Regions from separate parts of the Mus musculus genome. Here all the other regions are linked to region 3. A link is a contact called in public Hi-C and HiChIP or PLAC-seq data. All regions are on one chromosome and are shown on one strand. The core of a region is the stretch at or near the end of the contact, and the rest is flanking DNA. Distances in the headings are between cores, read along the strand shown. Region 1 holds the start of Rpl21 (ribosomal protein L21). Region 2 has its middle 8.9 kb from the start of Gm10858. Region 3 has its middle 45 kb from the start of Gm34700.

The links. A called contact is a pair of places that touch in the nucleus more often than the background predicts. HiChIP or PLAC-seq counts read pairs in DNA pulled down with a chosen protein or histone mark.
Region 1: an H3K4me3 HiChIP or PLAC-seq map of the 230-238 cell line shows a contact between it and region 3, with 34 read pairs. The contact joins the promoter of Rpl21 here to the enhancer-like site in region 3. A contact is called at or near these places in 7 of 39 promoter capture datasets (the C10 cell line, liver, macrophages and 2 more), 4 of 115 datasets of contacts at active chromatin or transcription factors (the 230-238 cell line and embryonic stem cells) and 3 of 9 other capture datasets (adipose tissue, liver and pancreatic islet).
Region 2: a contact with region 3 is called in a Hi-C map of B cells, with 3 times the contacts expected there. The contact joins two enhancer-like sites. A contact is called at or near these places in 4 of 484 Hi-C or Micro-C datasets (the AML12 cell line, B cells and liver), 7 of 115 datasets of contacts at active chromatin or transcription factors (the 230-238 cell line, bone marrow-derived macrophages, embryonic basal ganglia and 2 more) and 1 of 9 other capture datasets (embryonic stem cells).

Annotation. Positions count from the first base shown.
Region 1 is chr5:146,831,611-146,834,537 of GRCm38.p6, forward strand. Rpl21 (ribosomal protein L21) reads left to right here and starts at 1,280. Exons shown (of 6, transcript NM_019647.6): 1 at 1,280-1,561; 2 at 2,574-2,652; 3 at 2,838-2,899. The coding sequence starts at 2,586.
Region 2 is chr5:146,904,475-146,907,556 of GRCm38.p6, forward strand. No RefSeq gene overlaps it. Among named protein-coding and RNA genes, the nearest start is that of Gm10858, 8.9 kb to the left of the region's middle. Within about 2 kb of position 1,512, at least 12 of the 459 cell types and tissues checked have an H3K27ac peak or open chromatin away from gene starts, as enhancers often do. A contact at or near this core is called in B cells, where this site is marked.
Region 3 is chr5:146,654,074-146,657,202 of GRCm38.p6, forward strand. No RefSeq gene overlaps it. Among named protein-coding and RNA genes, the nearest start is that of Gm34700, 45 kb to the right of the region's middle. Within about 2 kb of position 1,553, at least 80 of the 459 cell types and tissues checked have an H3K27ac peak or open chromatin away from gene starts, as enhancers often do. A contact at or near this core is called in the 230-238 cell line, B cells, adipose tissue and 2 more, where this site is marked.

The DNA of each region.
Region 1 (2,927 bases), core at 30-2,529, 180 kb after region 3:
CCTCTGAGTTCCAAATAAGTCATAGCCACACAATGAGACTCTATCTCAAAATCAAACAAAAATTGCCTTGGGGATAAAATTTTGTTATGACCAAGATAAAAATTAATTATAAGTAACCGTACATAATTTGGTCATAGATATTAAAGTTTGCTCAATAATTGAAGCCTCGGATTAAACTCCTGGTTAATTAAATCAGTTATGTTTTTCACACACTGAGATAGGGCTTCAGTCTTTTTTTTTCTTTTTTTTTTTTTTTTTGGTTTTTCAAGAGAGTTTCTCTGTATAGCCCTGGCTGTCCTGGAACTCACTCTGTAGACCAGCCTTGGCCTCGAACTCAGAAATCCGCCTGCCTCTGCCCTCCCAAGTGCTGGGATTAAAGGCCTGCGCCACCACGCCCGGCTAGGGCTTCAGTCTTATTACAGAACCTTCCAATTAAATGGTCATCATGTAGGGATTTCAAACAGCAGAACCTAACCCTGGCTGGATATGTCACTCGCTGGATTTTAGCGAATTTATTATTGGGGTTTATTAGCCGGATACAGTGGTTTTCAGAGTTCATAAATATTCAAGGATGAAGCTTGGAAGCAGGCAGAAGACTCCGGTCAGCAGGCTGTCCGTGAGCATGGCTTGGCAGAGATCTCAGCTTAAGACGTGCACTCACTCCAGCCTCCTGGCTGAACCAGCACGCTAGTTTCTTGTTTTGCTGAAGGTGGGAATTACCTTCCCAAGAACGCATACTAAGGACAGAAATTAATGTCTCCAATTTTAAGTGGGGCACTACTGCATATGTGGAATGACGATCCGAATAGCTATTATAAAAATAACAATGTTCATCTCTCAAAGTCCTCATCTATTATTCGAGCGCTCGTAATATCCAATTCGGTTATCCCCATAGATTATTAGGAATACTGCTTCCAGTATGACTGACTAAACACCCTTATCTACAGCCAGGGAGACAGGAAGGGAAGGAAAAGGCTAATGGGGTGCCTATGATGAGAGTACTTTACACACACGCCTGTCTTAAGATGTCAAAATGAAACCTATTATTTTGTACAATTAATAGACAAGATAGGCTAGTCTCTAGATAGGCTCGAGCTACAGGTATGAGAGGAAAGAAAACCAAAGTGAGGCGTTTTGTTTTGTTTGAGACAGGGTCTCGCCTATGTGGCTCAGGATGGCCTGGAAACTCAGGAGACACTAACACTAACAAGTACCACACCGCAAAACGCTGGGCAACCCAGAGAGGCGGTGCCTCCTACGTCACACGACGCAAGGTAACGTCAGCACGCTACGGAAGTCGCGTCCGGCTCCACGCCCGCGAGGGCCCCATTCCGGGATGTCTAGCAGGATGCCTGAGTGAGTTTCTGTTGGCCTGCTGCCTTTAATCTGCGCCGGGGAGCGTGTCCTCACGGCGTCTCCAGGTTATCGGGACGATGAGGTTCTCTCGACCAGCCTCGCGGGCCCGGCGTTTCTCTTCAGGCAGCTTCGCGGGCAGCCCTCGGGCCTTGTAAGAGCGCGCAGCCCCGCCCTCCTCCTTTCGGCCGCCGCAGCCATCTTCCAGGTTGGTACGCGCGTGGCTCTCTCGTCTTGTTCTCCACACACGCTGCGTGTGGCGCCCACGCCGCAGAGACTGCGTGTTAGGGGCGTGGGGAGACCGTCTGGAGGTCACTGCCCTGGGCGGTGTATGCTAGGGAGCTTCTATCCGGGGGAGCCGGGCCTGGCGCAGTCTTGGTTGCCGGGCGTCCGCCCAACCCCAGACTTGAGCATGTGCTGTCGGGCTGGGACTTAGGATTCTGCTTGGGTCTTAACGATGCCGGGGTGCCGAAGCCTGGAATTGGCTCGGGCGAGGAGGGTGCCCGCCGGGTCAGCCTGGTAATGATGTAATGGGGACCCTTCCTCTGGATACATGAAACACTTAGGAATTTTGGCCCTAGAAGACGAGCGTGGGGAAGGAAGGTAACATTAAGGCTGCTTAAGACTACAAGGGCAAGGGGTTATGTCTAGTACACCATGCTTTGGAGCTTCCCTTGTGGTTAGGAATGGCGGGTATTTCTGCCCTGGATGACTGGAGTAATCCAAACCTTGTTGGTTTGTGGGAATACACGATCTGGTTCTAAATATGTGTAGTAGGTAAGTTCGTAGATGGTGTTAAATTAGCATTTAAATTTAGTTGGAATGTGGTTTTCTATGCATGCTTCCTAATAGCATTCGAAAGTGCAGGTGTGCGATTAAGAGATTGTTGATAGAAAGCTACTGTAGTAAAATGGAATTAAACAGCATCAAAGAGGCTGAGTTTGGTGGTCTTCAAGTTACCCTGGAGTTGCAGGTTGCAATGTATTGGCTTAAGTTCTAGCATCCAGTCTGATGGTGCTAATGATAGAATTTGGCCTCTTTTGCTAAGAGGAATTGTGGGCACCCATTTTCAATTCCTGTGATTTGGAAGGTTGACGGAGGTGCTGAGGTTGAGAGGGCCTGCCCTGTGCGACAAGATGACTTTTGGGGGTGTGGTTATTGGGACAGTTAATAACATAAACTGTGAATTGTTATTTGACTGATAACTTTTCTGGTTTCAGTAACTCGCCAAAATGACGAACACAAAGGGAAAGAGGAGAGGCACCCGGTACATGTTCTCTAGGCCTTTTAGGAAACATGGTAAGTTTGTTATGTCTGTGCCTGAGGAGAAGTGGCATGTCTTAGTCTGGCTTTGCTTGTCAGAGACATTGTCCTTTACAGTGTATGTAACTGCCGAATGTGGACTTGGGTTGGAAACTGGTATACTCATGAAAGTGTACCTGTGGTTCTAGAAGTCTTGATTTTTTTTTTTTTTCCTTTTGCAGGCGTTGTTCCTTTGGCCACATACATGCGAATCTACAAGAAGGGTGATATTGTAGACATCAAGGTAAGTTGATGGAGTGGAGGGAAGGGCA
Region 2 (3,082 bases), core at 262-2,761, 250 kb after region 3:
TTAAAGGTGTGCACCACCACACAGGATTCTTGGCAAATACTTCTAGATGAAGACGTTTTAGAAGTTTGCACATCCTCTTGGGTAACGAGGATGGTGGCCATTTTTTGAGACAATAGCACCACCTGGTGGCTTCACCCAACTGGCCTAGCTTACATTATATAGCACATGCTACTTCAGGGCTCTTCGCATTTTTAGTTGCCCTGTACTGCAGTGGCGGATGGGATTCTGTGAGTTCGAGGCCAGGGGTTCGAGGCCAGCCTGGTCTCTATAGCGAATTCCAGGGCAGCCAGAGCTACACAGCCAAACAAATGAATAAATGTAGTTCTTGTGCTGGGGTCAAGGGTACTCACTGCCCCTGTAGTTTGTTTCCCAGAAGCCACATGGAGTAGCTCACAACTTCCTGTAACTTCGAAGCAGCGGATATCAACCTTCCTAAGGCTGCGACCCTTTAATACACTTCCTTCATGTTGTGGTGACCCCCAACTGTAAAATTACTTCATTGCTACTTCATAACTGTAGTTTTGCTACTGTCATGAATCATAATGTAAATGTCTGATATGCAGGGTGTCTGATATGCGGCCCCTGTCAAAAGGTCGGTTTGCATGCAAAGGGGTGGAGACCTACAGGTTGAGAAATGCCGTTCCAAAGGCTCCGTCTCTGCCACTTCTAGCCTAAGAGACAGACATTTTTAAAAAAATTAGCTCATAATTTTAAAAGTAACCTGTGACTTCATTCCTCTGTAATTAAACCACAACTCTGGAAATATTACTTTATTTTTTCCATTAGAGTTTCATCTTCTGCAGAGCAGTCTTTTCTTAAAGATCTGGCTTGAAATTCCCTCTCAGCAACATAACCAGAACACACTTTCTCCTCCGCCGTATTTTATGGAATGTCCCAAACACACATTTCAGGGTTTTTGTTTTTTGTTTGTTGTTGTTGGTTTTTTGAGACAGGGTTTCTCTGTGTAGCCCTGGCTGTCCTGGAACTCACTCTGTAGACCAGGCTGGCCTCGAACTCAGAAATCCGCCTGCCTCTGCCTTCCAAGTGCTGGGCTTAAAGACGTGCACCACCACTGCCCGGCACATTTCAGGGTTTTGCCTACACAAATTACCTGTTCAATTTAGCTCCCATGCCCTTACTCTGTCCCCATAACACTGTGAGGTCACCCCTTCCTCAAGGATACTCCCAGAAGCCCTTCCTTGCACCTGCTGGCTCCTCAGGGTTAGGCAGTAACCTCCACCTCCCCCCACTCCCCGCACCCCAGGAGAGCTGTCCATAAAAACAAAACAAACAAAAACCCCATCATATCATGGTGGCTTCGCTTCGAACAGCACAGCCCTTCAACTACTGAGAGTCCTACCATTTATAGCCTGCATTGCTCTCTGCCTTGTTGGGAGCCAGGGCCCTCCTCCCCTGTGTGTGGAATGAACAACATCATAGGTAATGCATTGTGTTTTGGAGGCTAACTTTTAAAGGTTCATTTACGTAGTATCAGCGGCTGTCAGCAGATGGCGCCAGATCCCAAGGGATGAAGTGTCATTTCTCGAGGTGAACCTCGGGTTTAGCAGAGAGCTGGGCAGGGAAGGGGCTGCTTCCAACTGCTTCCGGTTGGTTTTAAGGATAAGTCAGTGGTCTCTGGGGGGTGATCATGTCCTGACTTCTGCTGTTGGAGGTCACGGTTTGTTTCGCCCCTCCCCCCCTACCGCCCCCAATCCTGTGGGCCATTATCACTTTAACATCCTTTACTGCGTCATTTCGAGGGATCTGCATGGGACTTCTCACCCTTTGGTTAGTGGTTAGACTCTAGCGGTACTGGACAGTTGATTTCTAGGTACAGACCCGACTGAGCTAGGCGGGATATCCTGTCCTCAGGATGCCCAGATTTGGATGGGGGATGTCCCAGAATCCTCCACTGCCATATACCTGTTCCTGGGCCCCAGACCCAGAGGGGACATGTCCACCTGAAATTAATCAAGTTGTAACTCTTGTAACGGATTCACGGAGCAAGTCTCACTTGGGTTAAACGTTTTCTCAGTCGATCCCAGGGTCCTGTGGAAGAATAGATGTATTTCTGTGCTATGTTTGCTGACGTTCATATTTAGAAACAAAGCTATCTGCAAATGAGACGATTCGATTTAGGCTGGTGCTAGATTCTACCTTCTCAACACAAAGACTTGATTTGGGGGCCTAAATGAGGAAAAGTCAGCCTTTACTAGAAACAAACGGTTAACTTAAGCTACTGGGTTTCAAAGCACTTGGCGATGGAGCAAGTCTGAATTTTAAAAATACATTTTTTTTTTTTTTTTGGCGGCGGGGTGGGGTGGGGGTGGGTTCAAGACTGGGCTTCGATGTGTAGCCCTGGCTGTCCTGGAACTCGCTCTGTACACCAACCTGGCCTAGAACTCAGAGACTCCCCTGCTTCTGTCTCCTGAGTGCTGGGATTAAAGAAGTGAGTCCTATACCGGACAAAAATACATTTAACACATTAAAAATGAATACATACATGCATGCATGTATATAATTCCCACTCATTTTAAAATTACGCCGTGAACACGGGCCGTGGGTGATCAATCCCCAGCATCCCTCAGAAAGCAAACCTTTACCGTGAACTAGTGTGTGCAATTAAAACATTGCTCCCACAGAAGCTGAGACTAGGACGGTGGCTATTAAAAATTAGTTGGGGGCTGATGAGATGGCTCAGCGGGTAAGAGCACTGACTGCTCTTCCAGAGGTCCTGAGTTCAAATTCCAGCAACCACATCGTGGCTCACAAGCACCTGTAATGAGATTTGATGCCCTCTTCTGGTGCGTCTAAAGATAGCTACAGTGTATTTATTTATAATAATAACTAAATATTCGGGCCGGAGCGAGCAGAGACTGAGCGAGCGAGGCTGACCGGAGCAAGCAGAGGTCCTAAATTCAATTCCCAACAACCACATGAAGGCTCACAACCATCTGTACAGCTACAGTGTACTCATATACTTAAAATAAATAAATCTTTAAACAGAAATTTGTTGGGACAAAGCCAGCTGTGCCCAACAGCTTACTAATGGCCCTGGGGGTGGCTAATTCTATTTGCATAG
Region 3 (3,129 bases), core at 303-2,802:
AGGCAATCTTTTTAACGCCGGGAGGGTCTCTCTCAGTCCTGGTTTGTACCCATAGAGACAGAATGCGGGCGGAGAGCTCTGTGCTCAGCTGCAGGCTAAGTATTAGAGGCTTGTGCGATTGAGGATCTGAGCTGGCGCATGCGAACTGGCTTTTAGAATGGTCTGAGCTCTTCTGCTGCTATCTTTAACATCTCCAACATGGTCAGCAGATATGGGCATGGTCTCATGCACTACCGGGGACTATTTTGCTTAGTAGGCTAAGTTTATTAAATGGCAGGAAACATATCCACCAGCCACAGACATAGTCAACGTTTTACATTTGAGAGGTTTCCCCTTGTGGCTAAGATGCCACAATGTGACCCAATAAGTATATAAAGACTTCAAGAGTCCACAGGACCAGAATGGAGAGATATACATATACACATATACACATACACATACACATACACATACACATACACATACACATACACATACACATACACATACATATACATATACATATGCCCTCAGGGACCACTGTGACCACTCAGATAGAGCCCTGACATAATTTCTTAGGAGCAGTCATCTAAACTCTAGACCTCACTTCCCTTTTTTTTAATTATTTATGTTATGTATATGAGTACACTGTAGCTGTTTTCAGACACACCAGAAGGGAGGGCATCAGATTCCACTACAGATGGTTGTGAGCCACCATGTGGTTGCTGGGAATTGAACTCAGGACCTCTGGAAGAGCAGTCAGTGCTCTTAACCGCTGAGCCATCTCTCCAGCCCACTAGACCCCACTTCTAAAGACGGTTCTTCAGTTTACTCTTCTCAGCACCCAAGTCTCTCTCCAGCCTGGGATTCACTCATACACTAATTATATTCGATATTTTCCCTTTGCTGTGACCAAATGTCTGGCAAAAGACAACTCAGGGGTTCATTGTTGGAGGGGATGCTATCCACCAGGCAGAGAAGGCACAGCAGCACGCAGCTCTGTGGTAGCAGGACAGCTCCTCACATCCCCAAAGTTCAGAAGGCAGAGGGATAAATCCTCAAGGGATACACCCAGGGACCCACTTTCTGAAGTGAGACTCCACCTTCTAAAACTCCCACCACACCAGATAATAGTGCTATTGGGAGACCAGTGCTACCAACTGGGGACCAAGTATCCAAACAGATGAGCCTCTAGGGGCATCTCATATTCAAACCACAGCACCAATGGATAAGGTTGACACTGGCTTTCATTAACCCAGAGTCCAGGGGCCCGTGTACAGCACTTCAGACAGCACCGTGAACCTCCAGCTGCCTCAGCACAAGGTGCACAGCAGGGAATGGCCTTTATAGCTGCGGAGAAGGTTCTAGACAAGAGGAAATGGGTCACAGAACCCAAATCTGGGGATGCGCCAACCCAACCTCCTTCTCTCCCACCCGATCTTGGGTCTCCAAGAACCACTTTCAACCTACCACCTTGCCAGGCTTCCCAGGAAGACATGATTCAGAGCTGCACAAATGGCCCCTGTGGTTTTCAGCTTCAGAAACAGGGCAGGAAGGAAGTGGGGGGTGTGGGGGAAGCAAGCAGCTTCCTCTTCCAGATCTCTGTTTAGTCTCTTCTTCCCCACTGGCCTGAGACACTGAAATAGCACGCTACTGCTTAAGAACCCTGTGTGCCAGCTATCACAGTGCTTGAGAAGGAGGGAGAAACCGTAGTACACGGAACGGTATTGCTAGCAGCCCAGCAAACAGTAGAGAGGGGAGAGAGGAGGCTGAGCCATGAGATTCCTGGAAATCTACACCAGGTTGAGGAGCAAGGGTCCCAGCAGAGCCTCTGTAGTACTGGAAACACATCCACAGGAGGATGGGTTGTTGTGGATTCTGTGTATTGCTTATATTATGTTAACTGGGTTCCCAAATTACACGGGAATTCACACGTCTGCATGTAAGATGCCATGGATCCCTGGCCCTAGTTGGCTCTAGTTGGTAGATAAAGTTGCCGGTGGCCAATGGCTGGGCAGGGAGACAGAGGCGGGACTTTAGATTTTCCAGGCAAGGGAACCCAGGGAAGAAGAGGGGATATTTACAAGCGCCACAGGGAAGCAGGAGGATCAGGCTTGGGAGCTGCAGGAGAGAAAGCACACAGTCATGGAAGAGCCAGGGAAGAGCAGACCCAGGGGACCCTCTCCCGTTTGGGGTAGCAAAGATGGGATATAGTTCTTTAGTAAGTAGTAACTCAGGAGTTTCAGAGGGAAGGCATCAGCAATGTGGAAGTTTGGGAGGGGCCCAGCAGCATTGAGCTTTTTAGGGCATTGTGGCGGTTTGTATACACGTGTCCCAGGGAGTAAGGAAGTGTGACTTTGCTAGAGTAGATGTGTCACTGTGGGTGTGGGCTTTAAGACCCTCACCCTATTTGCCTGGAAGTCAGTATTCAGCTAGCAGCCTTCAGATGAAGATGTTGAACTCTCAGCTCCTCCTGCACCATACCTGCCTGGATGCTGCCATGTTCCTGCCTTGATGATAATGGACTGAACCTCCGAACCTGTAAGCCAGCCCCAATTAAATGTTGTCATTATAAGAGTTGCCTTGTCACAGCAGTAAAACCCTAACTAAGACAGGCATATTAAAAATAAGGCTGTGTGTGTGTGTGTGTGTGTGTGTGTGTGTGTGTGTGCGTGTGTGTGTTTCATTCAAGAATCTACAATATTGAGGTGGTACCGAGAAGCACACACGCAGCCCCCAGCAGGGAGTTAGAGCAGATTAACTATTACTGCTACAGTGAGTAACAGAAAAAAAGCAATCCTGCAAAGCATACCTGGACAAAAAGCACCATATCCGCCCTTTCGAGTGACAACGGCCCCCAAGACACTGGGTTTACCCTGGTTTGTTTTTCTGTTGCTGTGATAGAATATTGATCAAATATGGGGAGGAAAGGGTGTAATTGGCTTACAGGCTACAATTCATCACTGAGGGAGCCAGGAACTGAAGCAGAAGCCACGAAGGATCTCTGTTTACTGGCCTGTTTGCTTTGTCTTGTTCAGCCTGCTTCTTGTCTAATCCAGGACCACCTGCGCAGGAGTTAGGCCCACAGTAGGCTAGTCCCTTACTGTCTTAGTTAGGATTTCCATTGCTAAGAATAAACACCATGACCAA